4 separate regions of the Mus musculus genome follow, and all the other regions are linked to region 3. The links are chromatin contacts, called in public promoter capture Hi-C maps. All regions are on one chromosome and are shown on one strand. The core of a region is the stretch at or near the end of the contact, and the rest is flanking DNA. Distances in the headings are between cores, read along the strand shown.

The links. Promoter capture Hi-C pulls out the DNA fragments that hold promoters and counts their contacts. Capture Hi-C pulls out chosen DNA fragments and counts their contacts.
Region 1: a contact with region 3 is called in a promoter capture Hi-C map of stem cell-derived epiblast-like cells, with 2.6 times the contacts expected there. The contact joins the promoter of Tnnt3 here to the promoter of B130016D09Rik in region 3. A contact is called at or near these places in 13 of 39 promoter capture datasets (the 3T3-L1 cell line, the C10 cell line, cranial neural crest and 7 more), 1 of 484 Hi-C or Micro-C datasets (bone marrow-derived macrophages), 1 of 115 datasets of contacts at active chromatin or transcription factors (bone marrow-derived macrophages) and 4 of 9 other capture datasets (adipose tissue, liver, macrophages and 1 more).
Region 2: a contact with region 3 is called in a promoter capture Hi-C map of adipose tissue, with 3 times the contacts expected there. The contact joins the promoter of Mrpl23 here to the promoter of B130016D09Rik in region 3. A contact is called at or near these places in 4 of 39 promoter capture datasets (the C10 cell line, embryonic stem cells, hippocampal neurons and 1 more), 3 of 484 Hi-C or Micro-C datasets (Th1 cells, bone marrow-derived macrophages and cerebral cortex), 5 of 115 datasets of contacts at active chromatin or transcription factors (bone marrow-derived macrophages, microglia, pancreatic cancer cells and 1 more) and 2 of 9 other capture datasets (adipose tissue and liver).
Region 4: a contact with region 3 is called in a promoter capture Hi-C map of stem cell-derived epiblast-like cells, with 3 times the contacts expected there. The contact joins the promoter of Mob2 here to the promoter of B130016D09Rik in region 3. A contact is called at or near these places in 17 of 39 promoter capture datasets (the 3T3-L1 cell line, 3T3-L1-derived adipocytes, the C10 cell line and 10 more), 10 of 484 Hi-C or Micro-C datasets (Sertoli cells, cerebral cortex, embryonic stem cells and 5 more) and 10 of 115 datasets of contacts at active chromatin or transcription factors (cardiomyocytes, effector CD8 T cells, embryonic midbrain and 4 more).

What each region holds. Positions count from the first base shown.
Region 1 is chr7:142,497,249-142,500,097 of GRCm38.p6, reverse strand. It overlaps Tnnt3 (troponin T3, skeletal, fast), which reads right to left and starts at 1,262. Exons shown (of 18, transcript NM_001163664.1): 1 at 1,199-1,262. The region is part of intron 1 of Prr33 (proline rich 33); the gene reads left to right.
Region 2 is chr7:142,531,599-142,534,392 of GRCm38.p6, reverse strand. It overlaps Mrpl23 (mitochondrial ribosomal protein L23), which reads right to left and starts at 1,361. Exons shown (of 5, transcript NM_011288.2): 1 at 1,199-1,361. The coding sequence starts at 1,215.
Region 3 is chr7:142,282,116-142,284,859 of GRCm38.p6, reverse strand. B130016D09Rik (a long non-coding RNA gene) reads right to left here and starts at 1,397. Exons shown (of 1, transcript XR_003946899.1): 1 at 1-1,397. Gm45889 (a long non-coding RNA gene) reads right to left here and starts at 1,646. Exons shown (of 2, transcript XR_870059.2): 1 at 1,394-1,646.
Region 4 is chr7:142,059,528-142,062,388 of GRCm38.p6, reverse strand. Mob2 (MOB kinase activator 2) reads left to right here and starts at 1,355. Exons shown (of 5, transcript NM_028308.2): 1 at 1,355-1,404. The coding sequence starts at 1,388.

The DNA of each region.
Region 1 (2,849 bases), core at 13-2,512, 220 kb before region 3:
TCTTGGCTCCCCTCCTGGCTCCTAAAGGCATCCATCCAGCAAGGGCAGCCTTGTACCCTTCCAAAGTGAGGTAGCAATGCCCTTGTTTGAGGTTGAGAAACTGAGGTTCCTGGTCTTCTAAAGAGGTCCAGAAGGCCCACTTGAGCATATCTGTGCATCTCCACCCCCATTTCAACATTTCTATAAATTGGGGAGAGGCAGAGGTGGGGTGTCAGGGATGGGACAGAGATGACCAATAAACAACAGAGAGTGAAAACAGTTGTTCTGTAGAGGGTTCTGGGCTTAGAAGAAGGTTCACAAAAATAGCCTGTGAGGTCAGTTTCCTTGGGGATCCATGCCAAACTCCTTTCCTTCAAAGGTGACAAAGGCCAAAAAGGGGCAGGGGGCCCTGCCACTCACTTGCTATGGGTCCCTTATCACTTCCTGCTTTGGGCCTAGTCTGCTCTGAACAACCTTGCTAGGTCCGGTTTCCTCCAAGGATTCCCAAGGACATCTAGAAAGTTCAACTCAGGAAGTTAGGAATCCCAGCCCGGCAACTTAACAAAGGCGGGAGCCTGGAGGGCTAGGGGCCACCTGGTCTCCCAGCCACAAGATCAGATATGAGCTTCCTGCTCAGGCCCAGGCTCCTTTCATTCCCTCTGTCCTGGTTCAGCTTGGCTCCTGTTTGTCTTCACCTGAACCTTAGGAATCTGCCCCAGGGGTTCACAGATATCTCTCCCCTGAGCTTCTTCCCAGGGTGATCTGAGATAAGCCCAGATCTGCAAAAGGGCAGACCCATGGGCTCCAAGGATGAGTTGAAATCACATTCTTTCTCTAAGGTCATTCTTTCAGAGTCTCAGAGGGGCTCCAGCCAGCTGCCAGGCAGGCAGCTGCAGGCGCCCTTAGAGCTCTGAATGATGTCCTCTGACTCACTCGATCCTTATCTCACCCTCTGCCCTTCTTCCTAGATCCTACCTTAGGAGGTCTCCTTTGTCCTGAGTCACACAGGAGCCCCACTCCTTCTCACTTCCTGTGCTTTTCTATTCTGGTTTAGAACCAGATCTTTTATGTCATCCCAAGGTTCAAGCACCATGCTTCTAGTTACCAAAATACAACACAGCAAGAGGCACAGGACCCATTGAACTCCCCTTAGATGCTAGGCAGCCAAGCCCAGACACAGTTGCCCACTCCTACGCGGGCTGTTCACATCCATACACACCTGTAGTTGAGTCTGAGAAAGGCTGGGGGCTCCTTGTGGACAGGACCAGCAGCAGGCACTGTCCAACAGCCTCACCCCTTCATGTTATAGTGACATCTGATCTTCTCTGGCAGCCCATTGGCCAGCAGATGGGTGGCTGGGGCATGGGAAGGGGGAGGGTGTGCCCAAGCAGGCCCCTGACCAAGTATAGGAATGCCCCAGAGGAGGCCCAAGGAGGCAAGGATGGAGGAGACATGCCTGGAGGAGGAGGCAAGGTCCCTAACTGTTCCAGAAAGGTGTCAGCTGCTATTTTTACCTACCCTCCCCCCTCAGCAATGGGCACATGCTTGATGGGCTGAGGGAGAGAGGAGGAAAGGATTGGGTCTAGACCAAGGCTGTTCTTGAGTCAGGCTGTTGGGGGAAGGGTCATCAGAGCCTGGGTTTTGGGTTCTTTGGTCCCCTGTTCCTCTGCCCGAGGTGGCTTGTAGGAGCAGGTACTTTGTTCAAGATCGGTGTCTAACTCTATATGGCACCTCCTGCAACTCTGCCCTGCTTCTCCAGCATAGAGACAGCTCAAGATACCCACCAAATGAAGAGCCCTGGGTCCCTAGCCCATGTCACACACAGCCCCTTCTTCGAGGCCAGGCCTATTTTTCAAGTGGACATCACTGGAACACGTCTCATGAAATGATCACCTAATAGGAGAAATGATCACCTAAACCTTGCCTCTGGTTGTCCATCTTCCTCAGTAACTGGGGAGGGCTGAGCAATGCTTGGGCCTGTTATTGGTCTGGGGGCTCCATACTAAGTAGTGGACCTGGAGGTCATATCTCTGTCCAGGGATGTGGGCCCTGCTGAGCAGACCTGGCCATGAGCAGACCTCGCCATGTGCCTGGCCTTTTTTTCCTCAAGACTCCAGGGGGCACCATCCAACCATGGACACTCTTCTGGGCCTTATGTGCCTGGTCAGCCTCTAGGGAAACTGAAGCACCAAGTAGCAAGAGACCAACCTGGCATTTGCCATTCACTCTCTTAACCCTCCCAGACCCCATGGCTTGTCGTGTGTGGCTGGTGGGGTCTGTGGATCTGTTCAGTTCAGGGAAAAAGCCAATGTGGAGTGTAAAGTAATGGTAGGTGAGCCCTAGGGGACACAGACAGGGCTCTGGTCCTTTTGCATCCTGAGATTAGAGACATCAGGATGACCAGTAGGAGGCCCACAGTATGCCAATCTCCACCAAATCTTAAGAGTTTCTGGAAGGTTTGGATTGACCCACCATCCACCTCCTATGTGTTAGAGATGGGGCCATAGAATGCCAGAGACACAAGATCCAGCTTGTGATCAGAAGGAGAGTGGAGCCAGTCTTCTAGCCTGCTGGCTCATAGAACAGAGCTTCTCTCCTGCTCTCCTCTGCTCCAAGCACCTGCCCCTTAGAGGCCCCTGGAGTTGTTGGGCCAGCTCAACCTTCCTGGACAGAACCTATGTGTCCCTCTATACCTCCATCTATACCATTAGATAGATAGGGTTCAGTGAGCTCTAAATATTGTGGATGCCCAGCTCAATCTGGCCTTGAGGGTCATGTAGAGTTTATGAAGTCCCACACTAGTGCCAAAGGGACTCTAATTCTCTTCTGTGGTGAGGTCAGCCTCCCTTCTCATCTGGCTCTACTGAGAC
Region 2 (2,794 bases), core at 112-2,611, 250 kb before region 3:
ACCATTATCAGGCCTGTAGAGAAAGCAGGATCTCTGCCTGGTGGTCCTGCTCGCCTCCATGCCCACCTGAGCAGACATGGAGAAGGACAGGAGAAACTCAAGGACTGGGATTACTAGAGACTCATAGTTCATGGTCCCCAGGTGGAGGGTGGGTACACAGGACCACCCTAGGGTCACACTGATAACCGAGGTGTGGCATGTGGGCCAGACCTCTAAGTCTTGGGAGCACCACACTGGAAGCACCAAGCTGAGGGCACCAGAGAAGTTTCAGGGCTGAGAAGCAGGTACCAGAGTTTCAGATGACTCCCAAGGTAGCATGGTGGGAGCCTCAGAAGCAGGCCCCATCGCTAAATGTTTGCCAAACTCAATGACTCAAGAGCCTACCTAATGGTCAAATTAGAGGTCTGGCCTTTTAGGGCTCTCTTAACTTCTTTTCTACTATTATTATTTTTTTTTTTATGAGCAGCCCCAAACAGCATATCTCAAATGGAACTCTTGGCTCTCTCTTCTCGCTGGGAGCCTGGTTCCCAACTGGTAGGCTGTTAACCTAGTCCTCCTCAAAGCTCAGGTCTCATCCCTGGTCTCACTCTGCCCCCACCCACCTGTCACTCATTCACGCATGGGTCCAACCAGCTCCCTGCAAAGCCAGGGGGTGAGCCCAAAAGCTGAACTAGACTGGCCCTGCCTCACACTGGCCTGGTTCAGAGGTCCCTGGTCTCCCAGCCAGTCTGCGGAAAGAAATCACAAGGTTGCCCACCAGGGAACCAGCCCTCACCCCTTCTTATTGCAGGGTCCCCCCAATTCTGCTTCCACGAGAACTCTCAAAACCGCATTAATGCTCAACCTAGGGCCACCCAACCAGTGGGTCACGTGTTTACTGAACACATGTTTCCGGCTCAGACTGTGGGAGGCTAGCACTGCTGGCCACGTGGAGACCGGTGAATGTAGCAACTTTGGGGGACTTGGGCCAGGGGTCCTGCAGGCAACGGCCAATCCTGGCTCAGCCCTGGCTGTCTGCCAAAGCAGGCTGTAGCCGCTGGCTGTGATTGACAGCCAGGACACTAAGCCGAGGTGGCCCTGCCGCGTGGACCCTGGCGGGTTTCCCGCCGCGTGCGGGCGCCTCCGGCTTCCGGCCCGGGCCCCGCACCCACCCGACCTGGGCTGCTTAGCCCGTTCCGCGGGTCACGACTTTACTCACAACACATTCCGCGCCATGGCAGCCGCACCTCCTGGTCAGGAAGGAGCGACACCCGCCCCGCACAGCGCCCGCGCTGGCACAGCGCCCCCTCGCTTCCGGAGGCCGCGCTACCCTCTCCCTGCACCGCAGGGCCCCGCACTTTCGGTGTCCCGCAAACCCCACCCCACCCCCAACCCCGCACCCGAAAAGCCCCTCCCCCACCCGTGCACCGTAAGCTGCTTGCGCACCGCCCCCGGCACAGCGCACCCCGCCTCTCAGCCATAAAAACAGTGAACAGCCCCGCCCCTCACCCGGCCCCGCAAAAAGCCGGCATACACTCTGTACCCATTTGCCCCATCCCAGCACCACACAGAATCCTGCATACCTCTCGGTGTATAGTGTACCTCCCTGTTCTTCAACCTGTAAGCACCCTACAGTACATGCTTTCCCACCCACAAGGGCACCACACTTTGCCATGAGCAGTCCCGCATCTCTGCACTGCTGGCTGGTGGATTCTACAAAGGGCAACTACTATCCTGTTTCCCCACCCCAACATTGCATGGCCCCACCAAGCACAGTCATACACCTTGTACCCCCCCCCCCAAATCTGCTCTGTGAATCTACTCTGTTCCCTTGCTGTAGGTGGTCCAGCAGTACCTTTGTCCCCACTCCCCTTTTTCTGGACTGGACGAAACCACCCCATAAGGCTCACCAAGGCCTGGCCACATAGCCCCCACCCTGTGTTCCACAGCCTAGTCTTTCTCTAGGCTCTGCCAGCTCTTTGTCCCCTTTCCCACATAAGCACATCAGAGGCTACACCCATGCCCTATCCCACATAGGACCCTAGCCCCCCTCAACAATTAAGTCACAGCCTCGCCAACAATCCCTTGGGCAGCAGAGATGGGGAAGGGTGGGGTGGACTGGATCTCTTGTATGAAGTCTACGGCCCCTCTCCCAATCCAGACTGGGTTGTTTTCCCTTCCAGGCAAGACTCCCAGGACCCCCTCCTTTCTCCTTCCCTCCCTTTCTTGGCTGCCCAGCCACATTTGCAGCCCAGCAGCACTGCATACTCCCTGTCCCAGGAGCCCCTGGCCACACCTCCTTCAAGAGGCCACTAGCCTCCCAAGGCCTTGCTGTTCACAAGTCCTCAGCCCTGCAGGTCAGAGACCCTCCAGCTTCGTCCTAACTAAGGGATCCCTGCCCATAGCTCTTGTCCCGACTTGGTGGTCTTGCTGCTCTCTCCTGCTTCCTGGCCCATCTCTCCCCATAGGTTCTCTCTGCTGCTTTCCAGCTCCCTCGGTCCTTGTTAAGTTTCTGTCTGTACCCCACGGCAACATAGTTGTGTTTGGGGGCTCAGGAAAGGAGACATGGGTGGAGATATCAGGCACATTATAAGAGGCCATCATGGTGGCTCTGGGAGAAGCATCTAGGTCACCCATTTAATGATCAAAATGACCACTGGGGTCCCCTAGGATGAAGGATTAGAGGTGAGTTGTGAGCACAGATCCCTGCCCATATCCACTCCTGTGTAGTGTTACAAAATGAATGTGGCTATGACCCAGCAGCAGATGATATTAGCCTAGCCTGAGTTCTGAGCCCCATCTCTCTTCCTCTCCA
Region 3 (2,744 bases), core at 148-2,647:
AGCAGATGGCGCCCGAGGATTTTTCTGATTAGCCACTGCAATTGTCTGGCACCGATCGAGGAAATCGGCTTTCCATGAGAGAAATTGCCCGCGTGTTAACACAGTTTGGATTACTTTGATCCACTCACTAGGGAGCATATGTTCGCCTCCCGGAAGAGCTTCTAGGAGCGAAAGCGTGTAGGGGGCAGATGGGCCATAAGTTCTAACCGCAGAGTTAAGCTCTTTTAAGAGCTTAAAACGTAGTCTGCGGAATTCTGTTTGTTGGACAGGAGCAGAAATTTGTTCCTCTGGCTCACGTTCTACTTCGTTTTCACACTCATAATCTTCTCCGCCCTCGCTGTTAGTGTCCGAGGAGAGGTCGGCCTGGGGCCTTTCTAAAGGCCCAATTTCTGCAGAAGCAGATTCGGCACGGGTGGCTGGGGGCTGTGTCTCCGCCGTAGAAGTGGGCGGGTCGTAGCTAGCAGCTCTCGTGGAGCGAGTAATTACGGGGGAAGCCAATGTTTTAGTTTTTACCGCTCGCGGAGCTTTCTTTTTTACGCCGCCCGAGGCTGAGGCTGGGGGAGGGGCAAGGATAGTCTCTTTTAAAGAATTTTGGAGTGAAGCGAGCTCTGTGGAAAGGCGGGCGTACTGTTGCTGGAGCTCTAAAACTTCTTGTAATCCTGCTACCTGAGACGCGAGCTTGTCTTTAGCATCAATGAGAGTAGGGACCGGCAGCGCCTGGGGCCACGGCTCGGGAGCGCAGATTGGTGGCAGGTAGGACGAGGCATTGCAGGGAGGAGCTGAAGCGCCCGGCAATCGCTCGGGCTTACGGGGACGGACTATCTCTTCCTCTAAAGTGTCTGTGTCCCCAGAAATTAAAGGGCTTTCAGCCAAAGATTTTTTAAATTCTAGATTGATCAGTGGCGGGTCAGCAGGCAATGCGCTTACCGGGATATGGGGGTAGAGAGCAGTCTGCAGGACTTCGGGCCTGTCTGCAGCTATTGGAGGCTTTTTAGTAGGGAGGGAGCTCTCTGAAGCTTCCAGAGACAGGGGACAGAGGCAATATTCTGCCACTGACAAAGGCTGCTGTTTCTCTGGATCATCAACTGCACTTTGTATTAAATCACGGATTAGACTCCAATAAGTAAATATATTTGCAGGAATAGCATCGGGGTCCTGCTTTGCCAAAATTTCACTTAATTCTCTTCCTACTCTTATCCATTTCTTACAATGTATCTCTGCGCCATCTATAATAAACCATGGACCTGCCTGGTCTATGAAAATAAAAAAGTTTATCAAATCTTTCTTTTTAACTCTAACTCCTCTTTCCCTGAGAGCCACCTTTAAGCCTTTTATAAAGGCTGCCTCTTTAGAAAGCTTAGTTCCCATTTCTCAGTGGAGATGAATCACTTACCAAGGATTTCTCTCTCCGGTGAGCTGCTGAAGCAGTCCTTCACTTCTTTTTTCTTGGGGTCCCTACGAACTTCTCTGGGGGAGTCAAACTCCGTAATCTCCACCTAAGGCAAAACGCTCCGAACCTCAGTTAGGCGCCACTTGTCCCACCCAGCAGGACCCAGTTCTTCCTGGGTGCAAGGGGGACCACAAACCTGAAGAGAAATGCGAGGAAAGGAAGGAGACGCAGAGACAAAGAAGGGTTCCTATCAAGGTCTCAGTTTATTAGGCTGAAATGCCAGGTTTTAAGGGGAATAGGGAGGGGTTGAGGGGGATCAACTAAGAACAAAGAAGTGGGCATCTGGGGACATGAAGGCCTAATTCAAACTGCAGGCGGCCAGGCACTCTTATCTCTGGAATGTAGAATCCTCCTTAACAGCCTTGGGTGTCAGGCTGGGCTCAGCTTGTAACTCATGTCCTTTGAAGTCTTGGGAGTCAGGAAGAGATAAGGAAGAGGGGACTATAATTCAGCTTTTTACAGCCTCAGGTGCCAGGAAGGAAACAGGGAGGAGGGGGTGAAGACCAGCTCCTTAGCACAAGGCCATTTGGCTTGTTAGGGTGGAAAACTTTGAAAGGCCTACTTTCTTATGGTATGGTCTCCAACATTTAGGGTGCCCATCTATGTCCTCATACAAATAAACAAAACAAAATAAAACAGGACCCCTGCTAGTCATCCTACACCCAAGTCTCTCACTAACATGCAACCAAATTAGGTGTTTATAGTACACACTAAAAATCAAGCTTGCCCTGCAAGATTGAGTACATAATAAGGTCAAAAATAAGCAGGATAGGAAATAAAGAGATGAACCCACATACGAATGTGTTCACCAAAAGACAAAGCAGAGCAGCAGAAAGATGAGACCAGCTGCTGGGTAAGACTGTGCCCTCCTGATTACTCAGCTAAAAAGGAAGGGGAGGGAGTGATGTCCCCTGCAGGAGGATTGTTAAGATGTGCTCTGCATTCATTCAGGGTGCCACAGGGTGCTGAGGACCAGATTTGCAAAGTTGTAAATTACTCCATGTCACCTTTGCTGCTCTGAGCCCCAAGGACTCTCTTATGAAGGAAGGGTCCTTCTTCCTCATATGAACTTCCCAGCTAAGCTCACCAATGGCCAAGAAAGGCTGATGCTCTCAAAAAACTCAATTTATTTCTCTGCTGTACCCTGTAGAGTCAAAATAGCTAATACTGGTTGACTGGGAAGATGAGAAACTTTGTCAGGCAAAGTAATACTGCCCCAGGGTGGATCCCTATACTTCGCTCCAACCCAGGTCACCTAGCTGTGAGCATATCTTGACTGTCTACTCAAATCCTC
Region 4 (2,861 bases), core at 106-2,605, 220 kb after region 3:
CAGAGGAGAACACAGGCCTGATTTTTCTCCTCCTGATATGGTCTTGACTTGGGACTTTTCCCTCTCCAGATCTTTCATTATTATTTCAGTTTCATCTCAGGTATTTTTTGCTGATAAAACTGCAACCCCACCCACTCCCAGTGCCTGACTGTTCATGCTATAAAGAAGGAATGGACTGGACATTTCCCAGCATCCTGGAATGGTTCTTTGGGGAAGGTGAATCCCATTTCAAGTATATGACAGCTGTATTACAGCAGGCAGTTGGCCTGAAGGTGTTATCTGTCTGGTGCCTGATATTCATGACACTCTATTGAAGACACTAGTGAGTTAGGTTGTTGTGATCCTTCTGCTCAACTGTGTGCTCCTGCAAGCATCTCTCCAGTGTAGAGAATAGAGAGTCAGCCTTTCAAAAAGTATTCAATGAGTTCCTAGTACTGGTCAGGCTCTGGAAAGAGCGGACAATAGGAGAGATACCCTGGATCATGAAGAGACTTACTCGCTGGAGAGAAGTATCCTGGATAATAGAGGCTCACCCAGGAGCCAGAGGGTACAGCACATAGAGGAAGGGAACAGATGGGGATTGAAGGGGACAATCATGTCCACTGGGGCGGGCAGCTGGGATGCAAATGAACGGCCAGCAAAGCTAAGGGACACAGAAGAGGCAAGTGTGGTCAGAACAGTTCTGGCAGAGGCACTAGGTGTGGGCAAAAGATGATAACAGTGGGAAGATGGACATCAGGAGGGATGTAAGCAGCAAGGGGTGAGGCACTGCAGAGGAAAGGAACACATCCTGCAGAGCAGAGGAACTCCGATGTTCCAGCCTGGGGGGTCTGGATACTCCCAGGTCTGGGATACTGGGGTCAGGGATACTCAGGTCCCAGGAACTTCAGACTCCCACGGGTCTGTGCATTCCACAGATTCAGGCACGCTGGTGGTAAGGTTCACTCCTGGGGTCAAGGCACTCTATAGTGTCCTAACACTAGAGGTGTGCAACACCGGGGTCACTCTAGAGACACCGGGGGTGTGATACTCCAGGATCCAGGGCACTGCGCAATGACAGGCAGTTTGCGAGTCCGAGGCACTCTGGAGTTCCGGGCGTCTGGGTTTCTGGGGCCCTCTGAAGTTATTCTCACTCTGGTGATCCAGAAACTCTGGATGGTCTTCAGATACAGGATGCTCCTGGGTCTCGAAGCCCCGAGGTTGGCGATGGGGAAAGGTCCTGACACTCCAGAACAGGTACTCGGGACATCGCCGCAGGGGCCGCTGGGACTACGCGTCCCAGCAAGCCGTGCGCGCGTCACGTCCGGCAGCGGGCGGGAGCCATCGAGTGTTTACTTCCGGCCGCCGGCGGGGCTGAGGCCGAGCGAGGCGCGGGCTCCGCGCAGCCATGGACTGGCTCATGGGGTGAGTGGCGGAGGACGGCGTAGCGCGGCGCTGCGCGGGGCGGCGGCGAACGTAGGGAGCGTAGGGCGGCGGGCAGCGGGTTCCAGGAGGGGCCGGGGCACGGAAGGACGGCCAGCCGCTGCGGGGTGCTGGGAGGCCGGGCAGGCGGCCGGCCGGCCGGCCGGCGGGAGAGAGGCCCGGTCCCCGAGGCGCTGTCCCGAGAGGCCGCGGTCCCTCGCCGCGAATCGACGGGCCGCGAGTCGGGCACCTGGCACTGTCGGTCGTCGGTCTTCGCGGGGCCTGCGAAAGTTCTTCCGCCCAAGTGACTTTCTTCCAATTTACTTTTGAGGAGAGTGAGAGGCGGGCGCTCCTAGCCGCGCGCGCTCTCCCGGCGGCTCGGTTCTCGACCCTGTGGCGGTGTCCGCGGCCCTGCTGTGGGGTCCGTATAATCCTGCTGGACCACAGAGAGAGCCGGCCTTCGGCTTCGGCAGTACGAGGGCTGCGCGGGACTCTGGAGATAGAAGCGGGGAAGGCGGAGGAAAGTGTAGTGGTGGCACTGTCAGGACGTCTGAGGCTGTTTGACCTCCCAGTGCTGCAACCTAGGGAGACAGCGGACTAAGTGAGCAGCCCCAGGGATAATCAAGAGACTAAGGGAGGCCGGGAGCCACATAGTGCCACTCAGGACGTTAAGTGTGGGTGACACGGGGGACTAGGCGGAGGCTCATCTTATTTCTTCAAGAGGAAGCCCTGTCACTGGTTCCTATCTGCTTCCTAGCTATGTGGTCCTCTCTAGACTTTTTTGTAATGGATCGTCTGTCAGATGGAAGCTGTGAAATCTGCAGTACAGGTTTACTGAAGGGTTAACTGAGGTAAGGGCCAGCACATGTTTTGCATATGGTAAGCTTGGCAGATGTTATGTCCTGGCCTTTAACAAGGTCTCTGAAGCCCAGGGGTTTTAAGCATAGGACACATATTTGAAACCAGCCTATTCCAGACCATTCTTCCTTTGTGCACTTGTGGAGAGGGCCAGCACTTGACTATAACTTGGCCAAGGTATGGTTTCACTGCAAGTGAACTAGATCTGTCAGCTTGGTGACTGAGGAAGCTGACCACTGCTGTATGTGTAATTTTTCCAGGCTCATACCCATCCAGGTGCTTTTTGCTTGGAGGCTGACCAGAAGCCAGTCGTTAAACTCCTCTGTCCCTCTTTCATAGTATTACTATAAAAGTAGGAAGAATGGAAGTTGCAGAGTGAGCCTTCAGAGGACATCCCCCCGCGCCCCCCCCCCCCCATCTACTCCACTTTGTCTTCTGATCCCTGGTGAGAGCTGACAAAGTAGTCGGGAGTGAAGCCATTTTTTGCTTCAGAGTACCCACTGTTTGCTCAGGGCTGAAACTCTCTCTGTAATTAACCATTTAAGTAGTTTTTCTGTCTGGAAGAATAGGACAAATGTATCATCTTTTATTGTGTCTTGGTC